Regions from separate parts of the Mus musculus genome. Here regions 1 and 3 are each linked to region 2. The links are chromatin contacts, called in public HiChIP or PLAC-seq maps. All regions are on one chromosome and are shown on one strand. The core of a region is the stretch at or near the end of the contact, and the rest is flanking DNA. Distances in the headings are between cores, read along the strand shown. Region 1 has its middle 130 kb from the start of Lnpk. Region 2 has its middle 86 kb from the start of Gm31472. Region 3 has its middle 91 kb from the start of Lnpk.

What was found. HiChIP or PLAC-seq counts read pairs in DNA pulled down with a chosen protein or histone mark.
Region 1: a contact with region 2 is called in an H3K4me3 HiChIP or PLAC-seq map of embryonic basal ganglia, with 5 times the contacts expected there. The contact joins two enhancer-like sites. A contact is called at or near these places in 4 of 484 Hi-C or Micro-C datasets (embryonic fibroblasts, embryonic stem cells, nephron progenitors and 1 more), 6 of 115 datasets of contacts at active chromatin or transcription factors (astrocytes, embryonic basal ganglia, embryonic hindbrain and 3 more) and 1 of 9 other capture datasets (embryonic stem cells).
Region 3: a contact with region 2 is called in an H3K4me3 HiChIP or PLAC-seq map of embryonic basal ganglia, with 3 times the contacts expected there. The contact joins two enhancer-like sites. A contact is called at or near these places in 5 of 484 Hi-C or Micro-C datasets (the HL-1 cell line, embryonic stem cells and hematopoietic stem and progenitor cells) and 1 of 115 datasets of contacts at active chromatin or transcription factors (embryonic basal ganglia).

Annotation. Positions count from the first base shown.
Region 1 is chr2:74,450,378-74,453,077 of GRCm38.p6, reverse strand. No RefSeq gene overlaps it. Among named protein-coding and RNA genes, the nearest start is that of Lnpk, 130 kb to the left of the region's middle. Within about 2 kb of position 1,282, at least 38 of the 459 cell types and tissues checked have an H3K27ac peak or open chromatin away from gene starts, as enhancers often do. A contact at or near this core is called in embryonic basal ganglia, where this site is marked.
Region 2 is chr2:74,062,596-74,065,406 of GRCm38.p6, reverse strand. No RefSeq gene overlaps it. Among named protein-coding and RNA genes, the nearest start is that of Gm31472, 86 kb to the right of the region's middle. Within about 2 kb of position 1,431, at least 20 of the 459 cell types and tissues checked have an H3K27ac peak or open chromatin away from gene starts, as enhancers often do. A contact at or near this core is called in embryonic basal ganglia, where this site is marked.
Region 3 is chr2:74,486,867-74,489,566 of GRCm38.p6, reverse strand. No RefSeq gene overlaps it. Among named protein-coding and RNA genes, the nearest start is that of Lnpk, 91 kb to the left of the region's middle. Within about 2 kb of position 1,251, at least 6 of the 459 cell types and tissues checked have an H3K27ac peak or open chromatin away from gene starts, as enhancers often do. A contact at or near this core is called in embryonic basal ganglia, where this site is marked.

The DNA.
Region 1 (2,700 bases), core at 33-2,532, 390 kb before region 2:
TTTAAACTACTGCTTCCTCTTGGCTCAGCTGTGGGCAAGAGCATTTCACAGCATCTCCTCTATAGCCTGTGATGAGAAGGGTCCTCAAGGTGAGAGGACACACTGTGCCTGACTCTGGACAGAAGCGGGCAGTTCTGGCCCACCAGCTGCCTGCTTAAGATTTAGCTGCTGAGCAATGCCTGCACCCAGAGCTTAGGACCACATCTAAAAATAAGGCAGTGACCATATTCCACCTGCTCCACTGTGGTCCAGAATCCTCTGGTGACATTTTAGCATGCAGGGCTGGGAGGGTGCAGTCTCATGTAGGAAACTTCTCTTCCTCCTGTCTCCAGCCATTCAGGAAAATCATTGTTGGGATCATGGGGGTGGTGTGGTAGGGTCCTGCCCAGAAGCCTTATAGAGGGAAGCAATGAAGCCAGCCTTTCCTCGTTGGCTCTCTTAATAGACATTTTACACGAAAACTTCCAGGGCTAATTGTGGTGAAAATGTGCCAGGTAGACCCCTTTCATGCCAACTGTAATTAATAATGTTATAGCCTTCAAGGCCATAATGTTCATTAGTTATTAATTAGTAATTCATTTTGTTGAATAAATAATACTTGTGATTGATGACAGAACTTGTAATTGGACACTAGAAGTGACCCTCTTGGGGCTGGCATACCAGCAAGGATTAAGCCACAGTACAGTAATGATAAACACAGCAGATTGTGTAGGAAAATCCAAGTTAAACAATCGTGACACAACCAAAGTACTCCTTCTCGACATGAGAAGGGTCTATTGTCAGGCTCCACGTGTCCTGGGCCCAAGTGCCTTAATCGTTTCTGTCCATATACCATTGGGCTCCCATTTCCTCTTAAAACATCTCTTCTGCCTCCCCAAAGCAAGTGTCCTTTGCTAGATAATCCTATTGACGTTGAATTACTCTTATAATAGGTGCTTTCAAAATATTGTTACGACACAAACGCTCACACTTGTGGGGGGGGGGGGTGGGGAGGCGGGGAGAGAAGTGTTTTTCCAAAAAGGTAATGATTGAAAATTTTTATTTGAAATGATTCCTAAGATTAAATTCACTTTAGATTAACAGATTTTCCTGCCCAATTGATTTTCTGGCATCCATGTAGTGATCCAGCAGAGATAAAATGGGGGTTCATTTAGTCCACTGCTCGGAAGGGAAACACAAGCCTGGCAAACAGATGCAACAGCACTTCTTTCTCGCCTGCTCGGTGGGAACAGGACAACCGGATCCAGCCAGCTGCTGACCAGATGCTGCATTCAATTAATATTCCACTCCTCAAAGACATTCCCTGCTCCTTCTCAAGAGCAGAGCAGCCGGAGTCATAAAGAGGCTCACTCAAGTCCTGTGTTATTTTGGGTTTTTTTCCAGAGAGCATGCTATAATGGCTAAATTGCTTGAAAGAAATTAGCACGAAAAATAAACATAGTTTGTACAGTATCTGTAAAACAAATTCCCAATCTTGAGAAAGTAGAGAGAGACAAAGCCAAGCTTGCATTTAACAAGCACACGCAATGCAATGCTTCATTAAGACGGAGCTTTTTCTTTCTTTCTCCACCCCCCCTCGCAGCCCCCCACCCCGCTTCCCCCAATTTAAAAAGGGTTAATAAACTCGAAGATATCATTGCTAGTTAAAGAGGTCCTGCACCATTTTAAGGGAAGTAAGAGGCTACAAAGGAGACAGTTAAAAAGAAACGGGGAGAGTGTGTTGTAATGCTAACAGGCAATTAACAAACTCATGGGTGTTAATTATCTTCATACTGTATCATGTTCAATTAGCTTAGTCTCTGCAACAAAGGCTACGATGAACAATTGCTTTGATAGGCGTACAGTACTTCATTTGTAGTTAATCGGTTTAAGCCCTGCAGTTGCTAGGTTACCTGTCTCCAGAGGTAAAAGGCTATACAGATGCACTATGTTTAAATGACTACAGAGAACTGTTTAAACTCAAACCATGTATAACTCTTTATTGATTTTTCACAGAAGATCTCAGGTCTGATGATAAGGTTTTGATATATTTTCCTGCTACAGCCGGTTCCTTGGAGTATTGCAGAAAAAAAAATCTGTCAATATGCTTCTATTATGATCTCTTGATCTGTGCCTATAAAAACCTTTAGCCGCAGCCCTTATTATAAATAATGGAAGAAGCAATATCTGATTTTTTTCCACACCATACTACATGGAGATTTTTTTTTCTTCATTGCCTTTGGATCTAAATCACAGGACTTCTATATCCATGCTCTAAAATAATAAAGAAGATTTTTCTAGCTCTAATTAATTTGATTGACTCTCAGCAGGACGGGATCAGCTGTAGCATCATGAACTTTAACAATAACTACCAACTGATGGGCAGTTCGCATCAATAAGACCATCACTGGGCCCCCTCTCACCTGTCACCAGGCAGGGAGTGAGCAATATCCAGCCCCCCGCAGATGCTCCCCGCTTAGCGCTTTCTGCCCTATTAGCAATTTATAATGGTGATCAAGAAAACAGTCAGAGGCGAATCAAGACAACTGTCTGGCTGCCTGTTTAATTGGCCTTGTTTGCTTTTTGATAAATGGCTTGTGACTACTCTAGGCCCCTGTATTTTGACTTTTAATAGGCCACAGTGATTAGACTACCAACAGATACTAGGTCAAAACCGAGGAAAGGTGCAAAAAATGTTAATTAATATCAATAATAGGCAAT
Region 2 (2,811 bases), core at 182-2,681:
CCTATTTGAAACAGAAGAAAACAATACTTTTGTCCTACTCTATGCAAGTGCCATTCACAAGGTTGAGGCTTGCAGGGAGGGTGGCCATGGTCCCGTGAGGTGTGAGCTCTCCCTCATCTTTCCCTCTCTAAGGCTCCCTAATAGACACAGCACAGATCAATGCATTCTTGACATAAAATAGGTTGGGGAGAATTTTTCAGTGGTCAGAAAGCCACTAAGTTAGTGGTGTTGACACCATAGAAGAAAACTCTTGAGTTCTATCCTGCCTTCTCCAAGGCCTCTGTCAGTACCTTTCCTGAATGGGGTTTTTGTTTTGTTTTTAAGCGATCTTCTTGACATCCAGGCACCATCTTCAACTGCAGGAGTTGGCAGATGACTCTAAAACAGAGCACAGGACAGCATCCTGAAGCATCTCCATGGGCCCTGCAGGAATGCCCAGCAAAGAACATTCCTGGAAGGTACACGCGGAGACAGCTAAGCCTCTCATGGAAGTCAGATACACCATCCAGTTGCCACACACATTCTAGCCTCTTTGCTTTTTTACACAGCTCTAAAAGTGTCAGGAGGAGGACCCTGAACTGTCAATGTTCCTGTAAACTTTCATAAGAAAGAGAGATTATTTTACAAATAGACTAAAATAAAAGGACTAAAAGACCAAAAGTTTAACGGACAGAATGATGGCACTTCTGCCACAGGCTCGTCCTGTAACCCCTTTCTTCTTCGGTTCGCCTCAGCTATGGCATGAGCACTGTGACCCCTCCCTGCCAGGGCCATACACGAGGATCAAGCACGATGACATGTGTGAAAGTGCTTTGAAAAGCGACTGGTCCGGCTCCTGTGTGGCACTATGATTATCCTTACTAATGTCAGCTAGTGCCAGAGCTGTTCACGGCTATTAGCAAAATCCAATTCCTTTTGTTTGAGTTTTGCCTGTAGAAAGCAATAAAGTGGAATAACTACCCATTAGTCAGTAGTCTACATTCACCAGAACAGCTGAAGCACCAAATATTTTTTCCCTAAAAGCAGAATGCTAAACCCGTGTTATCTTGGGAGATGGTGGGGGGGGGGGGCGCGTAGAAGGAGTGTTGCTGAGTCAAAATGGAGAGTAGATTGGGAAAATGCAGCTGGAGGTTGGAGGAAACAATCTAAGAGGCTTCTTTTCCCTTCTGAGAAAGAGCCGAATCTACATCTCAGATAAGAGTCAGAAAGAAAGGTTAGCTGCAACGCAGGTCCGCCATTGGTCAGCATTACGGGCTAGAAAACGTAGTGCAATCCATTCTCCTCTGCCATGCAGTTCTGAATAATAGCAATTTGCCCACCAGCTAACCACCTCAGCACAAACCCTGGCAGGCTCCTGCTGAGTCTCCGAAAGCCTACTTGTCTGCAAGCGCACAGTGTACAGAGAACAACCCAACAAAGCTCGGTGCCACTGCAATGCAAACAGTCCTCAGGTCCTGCTGTGACTTGGCACACCCCGCTGGACAGCTGGAGACCGGAGAAGAGAGGCCGCTGCCAGGAACACGTGACAAGGGATTTTCAAGCAATTTTCCGGACCCCGGCAGTCTTACCAGCTTTACTATTTCATGTGCTATCAGCTACGTACAGATAGATTACGGTGCGGTGTATTCTCTATTTATACCTGATGTGAGACACAATAATAAAACACTCCAACACCTTCCCAATCCCATTTGTGAGCTGAAGCAAGAAAAAAAAAATAGGGAGACAATTTGCCACAAAAGCCTTGTGTTATGCCTAATATAATTTTGGAAATCAGCTATTGCCCCAAACAACATTTTATTACATGCATCAAAAAGATTTAGCTTGCTAAGGGTCACATAAGTGTACTCAGAATGTGTTTCAAAGCCGAGAGACACTAGAGAGAGCCAGTTTATTATACAGCGCCTTCCTTCCCCCACCCCGAAGATTGCTTGCAATGAAATGCTACCAGGGATCATTAAAAAAAGATTGCTCATTTTATGTAGCTCAAATCTCTGGAATGGTAGTTAGCTGAAATCCAGTGGCAAGAACGTGTGGAAGACAATGCCAAGAGATAAACAAGAGTAAGTTAAATCAGGAAGACAGGCTCAGCAGCAATTAGTCTAATGTAATATCATTTTTAATGTAAAGAAGCTACATTTCCTAATTTCCCCTAAAAGCCCTGGGTGCTGAATGGGTTATAATAAATGCACACAATAAAAAAAACAGGTACACTCATCTTATAAAGCAGCCTATTAACCAGAGTGCTAGTGCTGCAAAATCCGATACACAGTAAACAATGCTCTTCCTGTTCAAATAACGATGCATAGTTTATGCTTTTATACCATTTAGCACTGGGGACCACATCCATTTACCAAAATAATACCAAATTAGTACTGTAAATATTGAAATCAGACCTTTCAGGCCAACCAGTGGCCTAATTTTCTCTTCAATCTGCTCTTAATCTCAATTCATCAATAACACTACCTTATTATCGGACTTTGACAGCAAGCTAAGGCTTTTGATAAATGATACATCTCAGGCCAGATTTAAAATTTGAATCTCCAGTGCTAATTATCTGTACAGGCCTAGTTAATAACGAGATTTCTTGTTAAGTATCTGATCACAGCATGGGCATCATTTGTCAAGATCCTCAAGTCTACCTTAGAGACCGACTCTTCGAATCCTCCCTTGCCTACCATATGTAAAACTGGGATCTTTGTTTCTATAATAACCTTTTATTAGGAAGCTGACATAATGATTAAGTTCTCTGTAGACACACACAATGAATTAGACAATTACCCTTGCTGCTTTAAACCACTCAGACTCCTAGCA
Region 3 (2,700 bases), core at 2-2,501, 420 kb before region 2:
TGCTGCAAGTCTCGGAGGAGCTGGTTACCCAGCCTGGTAGACAAATCAACAAAAGCAACGAGTTCCTAAATCTGCGGCACAGGCTATAAACTCTCAATGTGTTCTCATCTGCTGGAAAGGGCATTCAATCTCCAGCAGACACGTACTTTTCTTGTATTTACAGGTTCAGCCCAAACATTAATGGGAAAATTCCATTTCTCAATAAGGTTAAACATACCTCGTACGGGAGCCCAGAGCTGGGCTTGGCTCTTCATCCAGAGAACATTGTAGCTTCGTTCCCTCTTATTTTCCTTGTATGTCTTGGTCTCTTAGAGCTTAATTTTATTTACTTGCAAAATGAAGGGGAAAAAAATTGGAAAGACTTACAGTGGAAAATGTCTTTATAGACTCTTCCATTGAGTAGGCAGCCAAAAAACCTAAATCAATTAATAAGCAATCAAATTTACTTAATGTTATAAATTGCTCAGGGAAGCCCTGTGGCTGTTGGTCTGAGTTGCTAAGGAGTTGGAAGAGGGTAAAGCAGCATATTTTTGTAGGAAGTTTTGTAGGAATACACTGGCATAGGGGCTGCTATTGAAATCCTATTCAGACGCAACATTATTTTTTGTTAAATAGTTGAATCAATTCAAACATCTGGACAAACGTAAGAGTTTTTTAAAAATGTCATGGACTAAATGTTTCACATATCTTCTCACTCTTTGATGGCACTAGACTGGAAAACAATTTGGAGAAAACAAATTTTTATGAAAATGCTGGAGATGAATATGCAAAACCTAGCTGATGATCTTTCCAGGGCCGACGCCCAGTGAGAACTTCAGGGAGGGAAGTAAGTGAGAGTTTGGACTTTCTCGAGGGATCCCTAGGTAATTGTGATGTGCAGCCATGGCTAGCTGGGGAACCACAGACCCGGGGCCTACCAGCTGCTCTTCATCTCCATGGCAACAGGGGAAGAAGCAGGCATTAACTGTGGCACTAAGTATTTAGGGTGATGTGAGTTTGTGTTTAATTACTAGATTTGCATTTGCCGTTATAACCCGTTAGTGGCTATCTTCTCTGTGGCCTGTGCCTACGATCTGGGTAAGCTGCCTCCTGGTGAATGCTTTTGGTTATAGAGTCTTATAGGCATTTACAAAACACACATAAAGGAGCGTTATATTAGAAACCAATATAACTTTTTCTCTAGGGACTCATACTGTTAAAATTAGAGCATAGAACATAGATCTAATTTTAAGTATAAACAATGGAATAAAGTAGAACAGTGTATAAGTCAATATAATATGCCCAGATACACATTAAAGAGCAGTGCTTAGCAAGCCTTGACTATTACAATGCATATTTAATCTAATCCTGGTGTGCGTTGCTGGGACCAAACTGGAAAGAGAGTGTATTTGACTTTATTAGACATTAGAGTTCTCTGTCGCTTGTTCTCAAAACTCTCCTTCCCTTGAGTTTATGGAAAGAAGTGTGCTTTTCCTGTAACGTCGGGCATCATGGAGGAAGGTTAACATTAATACTGTGCATACAGTTTTCCCTCTGAACATTTTATATTTTGTTTGCTTGTTTCCTGCTCTCCATTTACAGAGATGTCTGCTCCTCCCACAGAATCACATTAGATTTCTTTTTCCCTCCTGTCAAGAGAAGGTTTTGCCTAAGTCAACTCTTCTCCCCAAGCTCCCTGTGCACGAGGCTTTATAAAGTCCTTCAGTACGCCTCTGTTATTTATCAAAACCATGACGATACGGAATGTATTAAAGCTGGAACATTGCTCAATTTCATCTTTTTTTTTTTCTTTTTCAAATCAGGAAGTGTCTTTAAACAAAACCGAGTGTTGACTACATGTTGTGTGTGCATCCCCTGATCCATCTTAGGGAAGAAATGCTTATCTTACTACCTGAAGTCCATGCAAATCACGGGGGGAAATTAAAGAATGATTACATGGCTTCATAACCAAGTTTAGTTGTGCAAATAGACTTAAAGTCATTTTTAAAGATCTGGAATTCAACTTTCTCAATTGTGGTCTTGAATAGGCAGGAAGACAAACATTGCTTACAATCTATAGTGGCTTTTTTTTTTTTCGTAAAACTGTGAGGAAGGAAACCACACATTACTTGAAAATCTTTTACAATTAGAAAACATTGTAAAATCAGTGTTATATATGCTGTAGAAAACCAGGGAAACACAATTTAAAAAAAAAGAAAAGAAAAGTAGAAAAAAAAAACCCCAAGCTTCATTTCTAAAGGGTAGAACAGTTGATACTTTTAACAGAATTATGAATTATAAAAATAGATTAATAACTCAGAAAGGTCTTATAGGAGATTAAAGTTATTTTTCCTATCATGTTACTATTTGATAATATATTTAATAGCAGAATGCCCTAAATGGACATTGTAGGAATTTAAGTAAGAATTCCTAACAATTATTTTGTGTTTCAACTAAGCCAAATCGGCACTTACTCTTCCCTCGCCAGTGCTGGAGAGCTGCCCTCAGGAGGCAATCAGTTATTTATCACAGAATCATTTCCTGGGACGATACTGTGGGTTAATGGTGTTGCATCAGTAATATTGTGAAATGTCTACAGACCAATGTTATGAAAAAAATCAAAATTTCAAGTGTTAGGTACATTGTCTGAAATATGTCTTCAAGGATTAAGAAGCATATGCTACAAAACACACTGTAAAGCACCATGTGAACGAAGTGAGC